3 separate regions of the Bos taurus genome follow, and regions 2 and 3 are each linked to region 1. A link is a contact called in public Hi-C data. All regions are on one chromosome and are shown on one strand. Each heading gives the region's core, a stretch centred on a gene start, on an enhancer-like site or on the middle of the called end of the contact. The rest is flanking DNA. Distances are from core to core; before and after follow the strand shown.

Region 1 (2,946 bases), core at 292-2,791:
TAACGAGGGCAAAACTGGGGGGAAAAACCATGCTTTACTGATTATATTTATTGTAGTAGTAAATTAAATAAATGATTCATAACAAATTATATAGCACCCAACATATGTACCAGCACTGGAAAGTTATGACCAACCTAAATAGCATATTGAAAAGCAAAGACATTACTTTGCCAACAAAGGTCCGTCTAGTCAAGGCTATGGTTTTTCTAGTGGTCATGTATGGATCTGAGAGTTGGACTGTGAAGAAAGCTGAGTGCCAAAGAATTGATGCTTTTGAACTGTGGTGTTGGAGAAGACTCTTGAGAGTCCCTTGGACTGCAAGGAGATCCAATCAGTCCATTCTAAAGGAGATCAGCCCTGGGTGTTCTTTGGAAGGAATGATGCTAAAGCTGAAACTCCAGTACTTTGGCCACCTCATGTGAAGAGTTGACTCATTGGAAAAGACTCTGATGCTGGGAGGGATTGGGGGCAGGAGGAAAGGGGGACGGTGGAGGATGAGATGGCTGGATGGCATCACCGACTCGATGGACGTGGGTCTGAGTGAACTCTGGGAGATGGTGATGGACAGGGAGCCCTGGCCTGCTGCGATTCATGGGGTCGCAAAAAGTCGGACACGACTGAGCGACTGAACTGAACTGAAAAAGGTGCTGAGAATGCTACAAAAATGGAGAGAACAAGAACTTAAATAACTCAGGAATTTATAGTCCAGTAGAAGGGACAGAACATAAAAGAACAATCAGGGCATTAAATAAACTGAGGATTTACTGGCCCAAAGGACCTAGTAGACCTAGTTTACAAGCAACACTTTGACGGATAAGAATAAGCTCAAATAAAAAGAGAAACCTAAAAACAAAGAGGAGACAACCTCTTTACCTACCCAGAATGACAAGTTTGGAGTTGCCCAGCGAATTGGACATTTTATGCAGTTTGAATGAGGGAGTGTTGAGTGAATCTCCAAATCAGAACGCCAGGAACGGCATTCAGGACAATTGCTTAGGGCTGTGCAAATTGTCAGGGTAAAGAAGAATCAGGTGTCCCTGCTCTCTACTCTGAGATGCACAGCGCACCTGCGGCTTCCGAGACCGCCTCCTCCCCCCAGCCCGCCCAAGAGCCACCACCTGCAGGGCTTGGAGCTGCCCCTACACAACGACAGACAACCCGGGCTAGAGATCCCTCCTGTGGCTTGTCTTTCGTCCGCCGCGTTCCCGGCCAGGTCGGACAGTCTCGATGCCCACCTGGCCCAGGTGTCGACAACTCAGGAGGGAGGTCTGGAGCCGCCCTTACCGTATAAGAAATCATACGTTCGACTGGCAGAGACGTTGCCCCAGGCCCCCGACTTCCCTCCGAACCGGGTTTGAGACACCTGGGGCTTGGCCTGGGGTTCTTCGATAGTCACTACGTGACTCATGGTGCCGGTTCTTCCCTGCCGCCAACCAGGTCCAACTAGGGAAACCTAGCTGCTGCGTGCACCGTAGCTATGGTAACCCCAGCAGGAACCAGAGAGTAAGCGCCAGGCGAAGATAGGCAGCTAGTCCAGAAGAGAGGGGCGGGACTAGCGGGGTCGAGTGACGAAGGAAGGGGCGGGGCGAGGAGCAGAAGCGGAAGGATGGGGAAGTGCGCAGAAGGGTGGAGCATGAGAGGTAGGGGTAGAGGAGGGAAGAAAGGAGGAAAAGAGGGGCTGGCCTAGGGAGGGGAGGGCAAGGAGAGAAGGGCGGGGCGAGGGTAGAGAAGGACGGAGGGCTCGTTGGAGAGAAAGGCGAGGAGGGGGAGAGAAGGGCGGGGTGGGAGAGGGACTCCCTCACTTCCCAGCTGCACTCCGGTGATAAAGTCAAGCATTTAGCGGTCCACCCACGGTCAAAGCCAGGGGGCCGCAGATTGGGGAAAAGGTTGCTGCAGAAATCCTTGCAGCCAGTCACACTCCGTAGCCTCTTTGGGAAATCCCTGGGAAATCTTAGAGCCTTCTAGAATAGTTGGGGGCTTTCATTTCGGACATCCCCTTTCCGCAGGGCTTGTTCGAACTGAAGAATCTAAGCTCCTGAACGCCAGCCTTTGTCACACTATGAGTTCTGGTCCTGGATATCAACGTTTGTGGTGCGCTGGGTAATTAAATGTTCATGCGCATTCTGCTATCCCTTTCTGTGTGTATGTGTTAGCCGCTCAGTCGTGTTCAACTCTGCGATCCCATGGCCTGTGGCCCTCCAGGCTCATCTCTCAATAGGATTTTCCAGGCAGGAATACTGGAGTGGGTTGCCATTCCCTTCTTGAGGGGATCTTCTCCACCCAGAAATGGAACCTAGGTCTCCTGCATTGCAGGCAGATTCTGCATTTCAAACTGATACGGATTTTTTCACTTTAGTTATCAAATTTAAGAGAAATTGGTGGTGCCCTAACAACCACCAGTGTTAACCAAAAAGATTTTGTTTGCTTAGTATCACTATGAATGAGTGCATTTTACATATCAGATTCTTTTAGTCTGTTACGATCATTATACTTTGTGATGTTCGAATTATCCCATTTGGCTAGTGACACACGTTAGAGTTAGCTTCTTTGTCTTTTTCATGTAATCCATTTCAACAAGCCTCCTGCCTTCTATTCTTCTTTTCACACATATTCTTGGTTTTATTTTACTCTACTCCTGAACTTTTTGGGTTTTTTGCCAGTCAGCCATGTATTTTGCCAGTTCCAAGTCTTTGCTCAAACTGATTGCTTTGCCTACAATGCCTTTTCCTATTTATGCCCCTCAACTAATTTAGGTATCCTTCAAGACTTAGTGCTAATTTTGCCACCTTTATGTAGCCTCCCAAGTTCTACAAGTAGACCCAGACTTCTTTATTCTAGTGCTGTTATGTAGCACCGGAGGCATTGACCACTTTGTATTAGTAATTGTTACTTTGCTCCCCACAACTATGAGCTCATTGAGGGCACAGGCCTTCACATGGTCATTTT
Region 2 (2,946 bases), core at 301-2,800, 180 kb after region 1:
GCAGGCCAGGCCTCCCTGTCCATCCGGAGAAGGCAATGGCACCCTACTCCAGTACTCTTGCCTGGAAAATTCCATGGACGGAGGAGCCTGGTAGGCTCCAGTCCATGGGGTCGCTAAGAGTCGGGCACGACTGAGCAACTTCACTTTCACTTTTCACTTTCATGCATTGGAGAAGGAAATGGCAACCCACTCCAGTATTCTTGCCTGGAGAATCCCAGGGACAGAGGAGCCTGGTGGGCTGCCGTCTATGGGGTCGCAGAGAGTCAGACACGACTGAAGCGACTTAGCAGCAGCAGCAGCAGCAGCAGGCCTCCCTGTCCATCAGTATATGGTAAAGTACTTCATAAAAAGGGAAAACTTTTCACCGGTGAGGAATAAAAATGATGAAATTAATTATCCTGAGTTTTCCATTAAAGTTAATTCAATTGAAAGGGTTATCATTTATTCTGACACCGCTTTACTTGTGAATCCAGCTAATATCTTTGCAACAACAGTTGCTACTATTTTTTTATACATTCCTTATTTGGCAGAGTAAAAATTTTAACAACTGTGTTCTCTCTCCAACCTTCATTTTTGTGGCAGGAAGGAGGGCTACTGTTCAAGAAGCATCAGAAGCATACTTGTGAATCCAGCTAATATCTTTGCAACAACAGTTGCTACTATTTTTTTAATACATTCCTTATTTGGCAGAGTAAAAATTTTAACAACTGTGTTCTCTCTCCAACCTCCATTTTTGTGGCGGGGAAGAGGGCTACTGTTCAAGAAGCATCAGAATCTGTGATCAAGTGATACACGAATAAGAATACTGGAGTCCTCCAGATGTTGGTTCTAGGGTCACTAAATAGCTTACTCTAATTCTTCTAATTTGTAAAGTCAGGGGATTATATTAAAGACTATGTTTAGACTCCCTAAACATTCCTAAAAGTTCTTATTTTCAGTTAGTCTCACCCTCTCCATCTGAAAACCGGCCTGTCAATCAACAGAACTACCAAATAGCAATGTTAGGATACAAGCTTGAGGTACATTATATTAAACTCCAAATCCCGCAAAAGTAAATCACACCACTCTGGGGTCCTTCGCCCCAGATGACCCAGGCTGCAGGTCACCTCCTTTGTAGCCCCTCCCCACAGACCGAAGGCACGTTTACTCTTTGACAAACAGCTCCCGGAGGCGGTCCCATCCGGATTCCGGGTACTGGGGTTCTGAGACGAAGGAAGACAGTTCCTGGTCCTCTACAAGAGCCTTGGGATCGGCTGCCACAGCTGCGGCAGCAAAGACCCGAGGAAAAGGTCTCAGCGACCTGCAGAGGAAGCTCCGCGGGGCCGGCGGCCGCGCCTCCATGACCCTCTCCGAACCTGTCGACAGACACTCGCTTGGGCGCTTAGGAGGCCAAGGCCTCACGAAGTGCGGTGGGGGATGAGCGAGGGTAACTGCAAGAAGGAATGGGAGAGTATCTTTACACTAGTCCCGAGTTAAATTGCAGCCGTATCCGTCGACACACCGCTTGACACACAGGCCCTCGGTGCCAAGCCTAACTTTGGAGGTACTATGACACACGAGACAGGAAGTCCCTCCCCAACGAGAGCAAAGGCTGCGGGACTGGGCAAAGCCGGAACCGGAGCCGAACACACTTCCGGCTGGGGGCGGGACGGTGTCAGGCCAGCCCCCGGAAATGAGGTAATGGCAGGAGCCAAGCTCAGCGCAGTCTGACTTCCGGTGCCGTCCTTCTCACCCTTCTGTGACAGGGAAACACGGTGGCAGGTAGCTTGCAGGCGGGAGGATGTGGTCTTACGCTGAAGTGAAAGTGGCTCAGTCGTATCCGACTCTTTGCGACCCTATGGACTGTAGAGTTCATGGAATTTTCCAGGCCAGAATACTGGAGTGGGTAGCCTTTCCCTTTCCCAGGGGATCTTTCCAACCCAGGGATTGAACCCACGTCTCCCGCATTGCGGGCTGATTCTTTTACCAGCTGGGCCACAAGGGAACTGGAGTGGGTAGCCTCTCGGACTCGAGCCAGGGTCTCCTGCATTGCAGGCGGATTCTTAACCAACTGAGCTATCAGGGAAGCCATTTAAAACAGCAGAATGCCGTGAAGAAGAAAAAGTGCGGTATTCATTACAAACGGAGTACGGAAAGGGGAAGGCAGTTTGGGCAAATGCATCCTAACCTACTCTGTCACAGACTCCCAGGCTGGACGGGGTTCATTCTGGTTTTCAGAAAAGACCGAGGCATTGAAGAGGAGTATTGGTGCTGGGTGCCCCGAGATCTCCAGAACACTTTTTAAAAGAAATCCGCTCTGGGCTCCAGAAGATAGGTTTTACTCCCCTTAGTTTATATGGCTACTGTTTCTCAAAAGGCAGGACACTTTCTGGAATTTCTACCAGGTGTTGACTTAATAGTTATAATAGCAATAATATCCCGCCACTACAGTTTTCATTAACATATACTTCAAAGTATCAGATCAGATCAGATCAGTCGCTCAGTCGTGTCCGACTCTTTGCAACCCCATGAATCGCAGCACGCCAGGCCTCCCTGTCTATCACCAACTCCCGGAGTTCACTGAGACTCACGTCCATCGAGTCAGTGATGCCATCCAGCCATCTCATCCTCTGTCGTCCCCTTCTCCTGCCCCCATCAAAGTATAGTTCTTATTAAAATGTACACATTTGAAGTATTCTCAAACTGGTTTGTGTTATTTCATTTAAGCTCTGCCAGCAATCAAACATCGGAGAAGGCAATGGCACCCTACTCCAGTACTCTTGCCTGGAAAATCCCATGGACGGAGAAGCCTGGTAGGCTGCAGTCCATGGGGTCGCTAAGAGTCAGACATGACTGAGCAACTTCACTTTTACTTTTCACTTTAATGCATTGGAGAAGGAAATGGCAACCCACTCCAGTGTTCTTGCCTAGAGAATCCCAGGGATGGGGGAGCCTGGTGGGCTGCCG
Region 3 (2,946 bases), core at 231-2,730, 160 kb after region 1:
GCCACTATATGCACCTAACACCTATTGAAGCCACAGCAAGAAGTATAATAATTAAATGTGGAGACCTAACATGCTATGTAATGTTCATAGACATACGTGTAAACAAGGATATCACCTTTTAAGTAAAGCCAAGTAAAACTCACTCACTGCTATTCATTTCATTTCCTTTATATAATTTCCAATGCAGTCACAAACATAGGAAAAGAAAAAATATGCAACCAAATAAGATTTATAACATTTAACTTAAAAAAAAGTGTCTAAGGAAAGGTTCTCATTTAGTATCTTTCTTTTTTCCATTCTCCTTAATTAAAAATATTAAAGACCAAGTAGGGTACCAAGTGAAAGACTCAGTAAAAAGAAAGTCTTTGACTTGAGCAGCAATTTAGAGTACCTGTTTCAGAAAGCATCAGTCTGGGGACACGAAAGCCCAAACAATCCAGTCTTAACACACTCCTTACCGTTCTTCCAGTTTCAGCTCCTGGAATGCTTTTCGATCCTTCTGTTTTCTCTCCTGAACTGTTTCACCACAGTACATCTGAAGTGCCATCAACAGACTTCCTATAGGAGTGCTGAGGAGGAGGCAGAGGGGACATTCAGAAGAAAGAGCCGTGAGACCATGCAGAATGAGAGTCTCTGCTCAGGCAGGAGGAACACTAACCAGACCACTGGCTCACTGACAGGTGCAGGGACGTCTGACAGTTAAAGCATCCTTGTCAGATAAAAAATATTAAGATAATTTCCTTCCTGGTCCAAACAACGGGAAAAACAATCACTGCAACATCCTAAATTTAACTGGTATAAAAACAACAGGTCTATAAATTGGCTATTTTTTTTTTTAATCATGAAAGATAAATAAACTAGTAAAAAATATATTTATAAGTTCTAGTTAGCAGCTTTATATTGAAGGTTTCTCAGAAAGGAAATTCATACCAGGAATGGTACCAGACCCTGTAAGGGGCAAGAAATGTGAAGGGTACTTTTGGTTGGGAGAAGGATGCTACTGGCTTTAGGTGTTGCAGCTGCCAAAATATCCTAAAATTCAAGAGTCTGGCACAACTGTCTCACCCAGAATGCCAATAGTTACTCACTGAGAAAATGACTTACATAACAATTATCACAGTAATGATGAGGGTTTTGTTCATATTTTCAAAGAGAAGGGAGTTTTTGACTCTGATACAACTTAAATTCTTTACTTAACATTGTAACCACATTTAAAAAATTATTTTTGCTATGTGGAAATGTTTGTTGATGATGAATGGATAAACAAAATATGGAACTGTATATACAATGGAATGTTATACTGTCCCAAAAAGGAAGGTCCTGTCACATGGATGAAACTAGAGGACACTATGCTTAGCGAAATATGCCAGTTACTAAAGGAAAAATACATGATTTCACTAATATGCATTACTCAGAGTAGCCAAAATCACAGAAACAGGAAGTAGAAAGGTGGTTGCCAAAGGCTGTGTGGGGATGGGGGAAGGGAGCACAGTGTTTAATGGGTACGGAGTTTCAGGTCTGCAAGACAAAGACGTTCTAGAGGCCTGTTGCACAACAACGTGAATACAGTTAACACTACTGAACTGTACACTTAAAAGTGGTTAAGATGGTGATTTTTATGTTATGTGTGTTTTTTAACCACAATAAAAACATATTTTTGCAGCTAATTTCAACAATTTTCCCCTTCAAACCAAGTTGGTATATTAACAAGAAAACAAAAATGTCAGCAACAGATCATCACATGATGAATTTTAACACAAATTTGGAAGGCGAGGGAGAACTCTTCTTTCTATTCAGGTGAATGCCAACTAATAAAGACAGTAAAGACAGAAGAAATGACAAAACTAGCAAATCAACATTTTGTAACCAGTTTTATATTAAATAATAACTGATTACATTAGGGATTATCAATGGATCATTAAAACCACTAAAAGATGGCTGGAGGGTAGATAATTCACACTACCTCATCCCACAGATTACTTATTAAACACAATGGAAAAAGATAACTTTGCAGTGGCGAAATTTAGTAGATACCAAATGTGCTAGGCAGAATTCTAAAATGGTCCCCCCAAATTTCCTACCATAATTTCTCAAATATGAATATATGATGAGAAATTATGCCCATGATTAAATTATGTTATGTAGCAAAGTGGATTTTGCAGATGTAACTTAGGTTACTGATCAGTTGAATGAGTTAATCAAAAAGGAGATTACCTGTGTGAACCATCTGAATACAGAGTTTTTTCCAGTTGGTGGCAGAATGGAAGTCAGAGAGATTCAAAGTATGAGAAGGATTCAACATGCTGGCTGTTGGTTTGAACATGGAGAGGGCATGGAGAAGGAATGTGGATGCCTCTAGGAACAAGGTGGTCCCTGATAGCCACCCAGGAAACAGGGAATTCAGACCTACAGCCACAAGGTTCTGTCAACAATCTGAATTTTATGGAAACAAATTCTTCCCACAGAGCCTCCAGGTAAGAGCCTGCCTGACCAACACCTTGATTTTAGCCTTGTGAAATACTAAGAAGAGAACCCATCTGAGCCCATCCAGACTTCTGACCTACAGGAAAGTGATATAATAAATGGGTAGTGAAGCTTCTTAGTGTGTGGTTAATCTGTTACACAGCAACAGAAAACTAATATATCAAGTTACTTCACTTACAAGGGGTGACATAATATGCCTCTTGACACACACTGAGAAGGACACAACTTCGCCTATGTTGTAATCTTGATGAAAACGTTAAACCTAAATCTAATCATGAGGGGATAATCAAACAAAACTGAGAAATATTCTGGGGGAAAAACAGGCGTGGAACTAGTCTAGCTTAAAGGAACCTAAAGAGATATAATAACAAAATACAATTTAATCCTGGATTCTACAAAATTATATATTATACACACACACACACACACACACACACAGAGCATTACTGTAGTAACAGGAAT

The links. Hi-C and Micro-C count contacts between places; a contact is called where the count stands out from the background.
Region 2: a contact with region 1 is called in a Hi-C map of skin fibroblasts, with 5 times the contacts expected there. The contact joins the promoter of TIMMDC1 here to the promoter of CFAP91 in region 1. A contact is called at or near these places in 2 of 11 Hi-C or Micro-C datasets (liver and skin fibroblasts).
Region 3: a Hi-C map of skeletal muscle shows a contact between it and region 1, with 8 times the contacts expected there. The contact joins the enhancer-like site here to the promoter of CFAP91 in region 1. A contact is called at or near these places in 5 of 11 Hi-C or Micro-C datasets (blastocyst, blood, liver and 2 more).

What each region holds. Positions count from the first base shown.
Region 1 is chr1:64,449,961-64,452,906 of ARS-UCD2.0, reverse strand. It overlaps CFAP91 (cilia and flagella associated protein 91), which reads right to left and starts at 1,541. Exons shown (of 17, transcript XR_804223.4): 1 at 1,285-1,541. It overlaps LOC132345639 (a long non-coding RNA gene), which reads left to right and starts at 1,560. Exons shown (of 2, transcript XR_009495048.1): 1 at 1,560-1,640; 2 at 2,007-2,325.
Region 2 is chr1:64,274,021-64,276,966 of ARS-UCD2.0, reverse strand. TIMMDC1 (translocase of inner mitochondrial membrane domain containing 1) reads right to left here and starts at 1,550. Exons shown (of 7, transcript NM_001080235.2): 1 at 1,148-1,550. The coding sequence starts at 1,341.
Region 3 is chr1:64,290,120-64,293,065 of ARS-UCD2.0, reverse strand. It overlaps TIMMDC1 (translocase of inner mitochondrial membrane domain containing 1), which reads right to left. Exons shown (of 7, transcript NM_001080235.2): 6 at 459-569. Among named protein-coding and RNA genes, the nearest start is that of TIMMDC1, 16 kb to the right of the region's middle. Within about 2 kb of position 1,480, at least 5 of the 102 cell types and tissues checked have an H3K27ac peak or open chromatin away from gene starts, as enhancers often do. A contact at or near this core is called in blood, where this site is marked.